Linked DNA regions of Mus musculus: region 1 is linked to region 2. A link is a contact called in public HiChIP or PLAC-seq data. All regions are on one chromosome and are shown on one strand. The core of a region is the stretch at or near the end of the contact, and the rest is flanking DNA. Distances in the headings are between cores, read along the strand shown.

Evidence for each region. HiChIP or PLAC-seq counts read pairs in DNA pulled down with a chosen protein or histone mark.
Region 1: a contact with region 2 is called in an H3K27ac HiChIP or PLAC-seq map of differentiating embryonic stem cells, with 8 times the contacts expected there. The contact joins two enhancer-like sites. A contact is called at or near these places in 2 of 39 promoter capture datasets (the 3T3-L1 cell line and hippocampal neurons), 2 of 484 Hi-C or Micro-C datasets (the N1E-115 cell line and uterus) and 4 of 115 datasets of contacts at active chromatin or transcription factors (differentiating embryonic stem cells, embryonic midbrain, embryonic stem cells and 1 more).

The regions. Positions count from the first base shown.
Region 1 is chr11:63,923,600-63,927,436 of GRCm38.p6, forward strand. No RefSeq gene overlaps it. Among named protein-coding and RNA genes, the nearest start is that of Hs3st3b1, 3.2 kb to the left of the region's middle. Within about 2 kb of position 1,847, at least 32 of the 459 cell types and tissues checked have an H3K27ac peak or open chromatin away from gene starts, as enhancers often do. A contact at or near this core is called in differentiating embryonic stem cells, where this site is marked.
Region 2 is chr11:63,532,347-63,536,352 of GRCm38.p6, forward strand. No RefSeq gene overlaps it. Among named protein-coding and RNA genes, the nearest start is that of Gm40016, 70 kb to the left of the region's middle. Within about 2 kb of position 1,420, at least 18 of the 459 cell types and tissues checked have an H3K27ac peak or open chromatin away from gene starts, as enhancers often do. A contact at or near this core is called in differentiating embryonic stem cells, where this site is marked.

The sequences.
Region 1 (3,837 bases), core at 597-3,096, 390 kb after region 2:
GGAGGTGACTCACTCTGCGGCCACAGGCGCCTTGCACTTCCCGGTGGGCACCGGCGGGCGAAGCGGAACCGATCTTATCCTTTCTCCCTTTACTCAACTATTTGAGACAGTGTGGGGGTAATCAGAGTGCATACTGTCTCCCTCCCGGAATTAATGTCCCCAAGTGCCCAGAGCTCTTGCTGCTCCTCCACGGTCCGGCTTCCGGACGGTAGAGCCAAGCTAAAAAAGTAGGTTTGAGTTGTGCACCTCGGATTTGAAGTGCATCCTAGCCATAGCGGTGACCAAAGATGACAGAGCGGCCGCCACCGGACCTCTGCGCTCTTGCTATACTCTTTTGACATCCCTATGTGTCTAGCCCAAGACAATTTCCTACAAAACGGTTGAGAGGGAAATCATTTAGTCGGAGGACACTTTTCTTTCTTCTCCTTTATTGCAGCTGTTAGGATTTCTAGGGTTTCCACACCCCTCCCCACCGCCGTCGCTGAGATGTGGGTTCTTCGAAGTGATTTAATAGTCCTCATTAAAAAAAAAAAAAAGTTAATCAGTCAATGTAGGAACAAATGCATCTCTGAGCACTAGTCCGGCTTTTTGTTTTCAGTTCGAGAAGGAAAGATCAGGGTCTCCGACCGGCGCCTTTTCAAGTTCTCGTTATTTAGATGGGAAGGAAGTTGCTGATTTGAAAGTGGTGAATTGCAGTTCCCACGTGGCTCCCTGAAGGCCTGACTACGTGTAAATAGAAATGGTCCCTGTCCTGTGGGTTAGCAAAGGCCATTAAGTGAGCGATTACACATCGAGACCACCGGATATATTTGGAGTCTCTTTTTCCGGGGGTGGAGGGAGGAAGCCAACGAGTGGAAGCAAAGACGTGGGCGTCGGAAATTGCCAAAAGTGTGGCGCTGAGCTGAGCGCCTAAGGGCTAAATCGCAGCCTGGCCTACTAGGTCCGGTTGCGGAGAACAATAGGGGAGTTCTCTCTATGCCCCAAGCCAGGGCCTCGGCCGTCCAAGGTCAGCGGGTGGGCGGGGTCAGAATTTGCAGTTCGGAGCAAGTTGCAGGCTGCGACTGCACGCTTTGGTCCTTTGGCCTTCAAACTCCCCAGGAGCTATCCTGGAGTGACTTGGGAGTTACTCCTGTGCCATAGCTTCCCTCGTTCAGACCTCAGCAGATGCCATTTCTTGCTTGGCCTTACACACCAAATGCGAAGCCTGAGATTCGATCTTGGGCAGAGCTGATGCCAATCTGACTGGAACCCCCTACCTTTATCTATCGTTCCTGGGTATCCAACAAGTGCTACCACCAGAACCAGAAAAAGAAAAAAAAATGCCCTCCAATAAACTTATCCACAATGCTTACTCTTTGGAAAATATGTTAAGGGGAGAATTCAGCTTCAGCACACCTGAGGTTTATGTCTTATTTGGGTTCGTTTATTCATGGTTACCTAATGAGAGCGAGTACCCAGTCTAATCTGCAAGGCAGTGGTGGTCCTTGCCTTCTTTCCCTGGGTCCTGTAGCTAGCAACCTGTTGTGACTCCAAACTTTCTAAAAAGGAATGGCCTGAGCTAAGATTCCAGCAGAACACGCTCTCCGGCTTCCATCCTAGCAGCTGCGCCTGACCCGCCTCCTTTCTGATGGCTTCGCCCTCCCATCCCCCGCTTGTCCCGGCGGAACGGCAGAGAAGGCATTTCCTGGGCGGCCTGAACCGGTGGCCCAGAGCCCCAGTTCCTGCCACCGGAACCCTCTGCATTGCCCGCTGCCAGCTCTGCCGCCCCTGGAACTGAGCAGCTGCGAGCCGGATCTGGAGGGACTGGCTGTGAGCGCGGCCGCGGGTACCCTGCCCGCCCACCAGGGAGCGCTCCGACCTGCGCTACTGCTGGACTGTTGGCTGCGGCAATCTGGTTTCAGCAGAGCGGGGCGGAGAGGCTTCAACTTTGGCTTAGATTCGGCACCTAAGGCTGCTGGCGCCTCCTGGACGTCACAGGCGCCAGTGTCCTCTCTGTTTCCCCAAAAGGCTATAGGCGCCGCAGCCTAGAAGCTAAGCATAGGATGGGGAGGATGGGTAAGGAATTCCTGGAGATGGCGGTGGGGGGTAGGGGTGGAGGCAGTGGCTGACCAATAGGCTAGAAAAGCTTCAGTCCCCAAGTCCCACTGTGAGAGGCAACATCAGCCCCCACGGAGAGCTGAGCCTGGATTCTGAGTAAATAAAGTCTGGGGTCTTTGAGTGACTCAGCTGCCAGCCTCGCTAGGGATGCGAGTTCTCATTTCATAAGGGGGGAAAAAAAGTGTGATGCTCAGATTGAATTTATGACGTGAGGGTTAAGTGATGCGCTGATTCCGTAGTTTTCCTGCACCATGAACAGCACCCTGGGCCGGGGTCCTCCCCGCCCACCCTACCCTGTACCCTGGAGACCTGGGCAAGGCATGGGAAGTGAGAGAACCCAGGAATTTCCTGAGCCTTTCAGGATGGATGTTTCCCTGCTCTGGAAGTCACAGTTTCTGTCAGGATGTCCTCTAGCTATAGCTTGGTTGTCAGCAGGCCCTACCAGGAGGTCTTCTCAGGTGGAAGACCTTCACAGCTGGGACTCTCCGGCTGATTAAAGAGTTCTGTGATTATACTTTCGTCAGGCCTCCCAGTTGGAAGGAGTGATTCTTCCCGTGTGGACACTGACCTGTGCTCCAGCAGATCTGCACTGCTTCTATAATCTGCCTCCCTGCTACCTGCCTGCCTGCGGGACTGGTCAAAGTCAAAGTCAAGTCGCTCTCCTGAGCCGCAGAAGATCAGGCCATAGATTTGTCTTCAGCCCTTCCTCTTAGAAGCAGACCCTCCCCACATATAAACACACACACACCATCATCATCATCGTCATCATCATCATCATCATCGTCCCCACCACTTCTGTCTTCGGTTCTCCCGGGGATGCCCTTCACTAATGGATGGACAGAAGTCTGAAAAAAAAAAAAAAAAAACTAATCTCATTTAATTTTTCCACTAGAAACTTCCTATGGAGACAAAGTTGTGCTACAACCCTACTATGTGTCTACAGGACACCCAGCTCCCCACTGTCTAAAACAAGCTTTCTTTATTTGTTTGTTTGGCTTTTGTTTGTTTTGTTTTGTTTGTTGAGACATGGCCTCACTAGGTATGTAGTCCTGGCTCTCCTGGAACTCACTCTGTAGACCAGGTTGGTCTTGAACTCACAGAGATCCTCCTGCCTCTGCCTCTTGAGTGCCCGATTTAAAAAAGTGCGAGGGGGAGCTTTAACACTCTACAACAAGACAAGGGTTTCTGGAACATCTCTGAGACCACATGGACGGCAGGGCATTGAGCTTCTCCAACAGGTCCGCCTTGCCTTCTGTCCCTGCTTTCACTGTAGAGGAAGCTGCGGGCTCCCTGGAGCGAGCCCAGTAAGCACTTTCTAGCCCAAGGATATCTCTTTCCCAACAACCAGCTGAGAGCAAGCTATTCATCCAGCTGCCTTTTCTGATTGCAGAGTCCCTATAGAGAGAGAGCAGTGGGGCGGGGCTTAAGGGCGGTCCTGTCACAGGGCATCCTCTGCTGATTGGCTGAAATCATGTCTGCTCCAGAGCCTCCTATGGGGTCAGGAAAGGGTGAAAGGTGTGGACCCATGTCTCAATTCCACTTCTGCCCTCTGCCCAAACTTGCTTCCTGACCCTTCTGCAGTTGGGGAAGGGTGAACAGGGCACCTGCACACTTCACGGGACCCATCTGTGCCTACCATTTCTGGCATGGTTCATACCAGCAACCCCGGCCTATTCCTATACGGTTTCCACAGCAATATCTGTGTACAGTTTCTATCCTCGCACCTGTTAGTTCATCTGT
Region 2 (4,006 bases), core at 170-2,669:
CTAGTTGAGTTTCTGCCCTAAGTTCTCTCCAAGATGGAAGGTGACATGTAGTTATATGCTGAGTCATAGCTTTCACCATTCCTTCTAATTTAGATCATTTGTGGGGTTTTTTTTTGTACTGCTTTATATCCTGGTTATGCTTGTGGATACCACGTTGCATGCATCTGTCAGCATTCATAAAAGTGTCTATTTTCAAAAGGCAAACTTACACAAGAAGAAGTTATATTAGTTATATTATACTTGCTTTTTATCCCCAAAATGCAGTTAACTGTAACACCCTGGGCACATGACCAATGGTATTAAAATGTGGTCAGATAAGAACCACCAGACATTGTTGTTATGGCCATTCCTGATTGGGGAGTGCAAAAATTAAGAATTGTGGGGTGTTAAGTAGCCTTTTGGGGGTAGGGAGAGGGAGGAGGCTGCAGACTAGATCAGCAGGAGAATTGTTGGTGGGGTTTAAACTAACCCTGTTCCAGCTAATATGGGCACACATCAGTCAATAAAACCATTCATTCACTAGTGTTCCTTAGGGTGCAGTTTATCAGCAAGTGGAGCCCTGGGCTCTGTACACCTCAGGTGCTCAATAAATTCTTTTCCTTGATTTGCCAGTAAAATATTCTGAGATCACTATTATACATCACAGGCGTATTAAACCCTTCAGCTGAGTCCTGCTGAAGTAGAAAGCCTCATGAGCTCACTCTGTCTCTGCGCTGCGCCACAGCAGCATAGCGGGAGGACTTGGAACACAAAGCCCAGATTGTCCTAACCATGTCAGTGGTTAGCTATGTCCATCGTGTCTCATTGGAGAGCCCCCCTTTCCCTGTCCAATGGGGATGTTCTTTATTCTCAGCAATAGAGCGACTTGTGTATCGTATAAAATCATTTACACAGGAGAGCTGCCCGGCCCCAGAAGTCTGCTTTGATAGGACACTGGGCTCCTTCCACACTCCTCTGGCTTATTCAGTTATGTGTTCTACCATGTTTAGATCAACGAGCTCATCCTGGTGCCTCCTCTGAAGCTAAGGAGGTGCCACCTAGAGCGTTCCCTAACTGTGACTTGGATGGATGAAGTAAGAAAGATGCCAGAGAGTCTGTAGAAAGAAAGGAAGCTTGCAGATTCTCAAGTTCAATGAGGCTTTAGGAGGCTGGAAGTCTCTACAAATAATGGCCTGCTTAGAAGAATATCAATGATTCTGGAGCCAGCTCTGACCATTTTTAGCCATCCCAGAAGCACATGCATTTAACTCCGTCTCCCCCTCACCTCTCAAGCCCAGCCTCTTGAATCTGTTATGACACAAATGGAATTACCTGGAAGGTCTGACCAGGGTCAGCCCCCAGAGCAAAGGGTGGCAGGTGCAGCTGGCTCTATTCACAGCCCTAGGGACTTGATGTATGCAAATGTTGAGGCCAATAGGCCTGGAACAATGGAGTGCCTTAATCCCCCCAGGCAAGGGGAGGAGGAGAGCCCTCATCCACACCTCACCCGTGTAAACTATGTAAAAGCAAAACTCACCCTAGCATCTACAGAATGGAGGCCTCTTTGAACACACCAGGATCCCTTTTCTTCAAAAAGAAAAGGAGGAAGAGGCTACACCTGCCTGGAGGACAGCCCACACTCACTAGGAAGAGGCCTTACCTAGCCTGAAGTTGCAGAGGCTATAGGGAATATTCAGGGGTGTTCTGCTAATTGGCGAAAGCCCTCAGGCATGATGGGGGTTAGTAAGGCTTCATTTGGCTGTCATGGAAGCACATTAGGACTGAGCGTCTGCTAGCCACCTTTCATTATTGAGTTGACTTGGCACAGACAAGCAGAGGAGCAGAGTCCCAGTTTTTTCTTTGTGGCTCTGAGATCAGAGAAAATCACCCTCTGCTTAGTGGCTAAGTGTTTCTGACCCCTCCTGGTCTAAGTGCAAGGAAGGCGGCTTCTATCTGCTCAAAACCTTTGACATCCTCCACCCCGGGGATCACCCTTTATCCACCTGTTTGCCCTTTAAATGAACCATCCAAACTGGCCACTTCCATGCATCAAGGGCAGAGATGGGTAGCACCCTGGACCTGATGGCCCAACAGTTCATTTGCCCCCTTCCCAGCTCATCTCTCTGTACAGCCACCAAGACTTCAGGTACTTACATTATACTTTGTGGGGAGAAAAAGTGACTTGCAGCAGGTAGGCAGGCAGGTGAGGGGAGTCTACATCCATCAAGCCATGGCTGTATTTTCACACCTCTCTCTCTCATCTATCACCATCATGATCACCGTTTTGGCTCCAGATGAACAATGTTCTCTTCATACTTTCCTTTGTTTCTGTGCCTCAAATTTCTTTGTATTAATTCCTCTTTGGGTGTAGATAGCCCCTTCTGAAATGGGAAGGAGTAGTGTCAGGAGAGCAGAGGCGCCCCACCGCCAGGTCTGCTCTGCTACCTTCAATAGTACAGTATGGCTTTGTTTCACCAACCCCTCTGGATTTCAGGCGAGTGTTCTCTGGGCCTTTTATGCACCAGCACAGAGACAACCTTCTCTACACAGTAGAATTTGAACCATGCCTTCCTATCTACTTGACTGAGAAACTTTCCCATGCTCTTTGTCAGACTTTCACCTCTCATGTCTGGTGAGAAGGCTTGTTTCTCATTACTGCTGTCCTAACCTTTTAGAGGGCAGCTGTCTGTGTACTTGGTCCCGGATAGTGACTCTCTTCTGAGTCTCTAGGATATGTGGAGTTTGAGCATCAGCAACTTCTGTATGAGGCACTGGAGGTGAGGGCCATGGAATTGCACTGGATATCTGCCCCAGAGAGATGCCAAGGGGCAGCTCACTTGCCCCCCTGGCTACTGAGGACTCTGGCTCCTTGTTTTTCTTGTTTTGAGATTCAAATGATCATGCAAATTAGAGATAGGAAATCACCATTAGGTCATCTTTCCCATCTTTCATCCCAGGGGCTGAATTGGGATCAATGTCTATTCTCCAGTTCTTTGTTCTCCCTGGTGTTAAATAATGTAAGGAGCAGGCTGTTCTATTCTGGGAAGAAGAGTATGACATATTCTAACACATTTTCACAGGAAAAAGGCCTTTCATCTTCAGCCCGAAGAAGTTTCCTTTCTTTCCATTCATTTCATGACTTCATCCTTTGGACCCCCCTTTATTGCAGCCTCTCCCTTTTGGGGGGTTGGGCCTAAAGATATATTTCTTAGAACTGGTTCTCAGAATGAGACTCCTGAGCATAGCCTGCCTGAAATGAGAATGAGGTCCAAGCAGACCGAATTTTTTTCCTCTTGTTGCAAATACAAAGTATTATAGAAGCAGTGGGGAGTAGGGCTGACCCTGTTCTCAGTGCACTTTGAGCCAGAGATTCCATTCAAAAATTTCTCTAGATCTAAGCTATTCTGTTCTGTTTTAAATACACCCCCTTTCCTCCTGTTCTTTCACAGCTGTCTTCTTCTTTCCTTCCACCACCTGTCTCCATGGAGATAAAGGTACCAGTGAGACCCCATGGTTCTTGGACGGTATGTTTTCAAAAGCTGGACAGGGACTTTTCCCTCTCATGGCCTTTTCTTGCCCAGCGAAGAGAATGGTATTGCAAGAGAACGTTGCACATCCACCAATTCAGATCTCATTTACAGTTCTAGAACTGGGCAACAGCTAGGATCAAAAAAATAGTCCAACAAGGCTGGAAAGATGGCTCAGCCATTAAGATTATTCACTGCTCTTTCCAGAAGACTGGAATTCGATTCCTATCACCTGCAGTTTGGGTGACTCATGTGTGTGGAAAGCACTGCCCATGGGCTATAAGGTAGTGAGGATGTCCACACAAGAACTGTCTTTTAAAACATGCTAGGTTTATTCTTTGTACTATCATACTAATATAAAAGTTAAGCAGAGGTCTCACGAAGCAGGGAGCAGTTGATTGGGCAGAAAATGCTGCTGCAGGGTCCCACTGGAGAGTCATCTCTGGTGAAGATGCTTCAGGAGCTTAAAGGCTCTACCCATGTCCATCATGAAGTCCTTC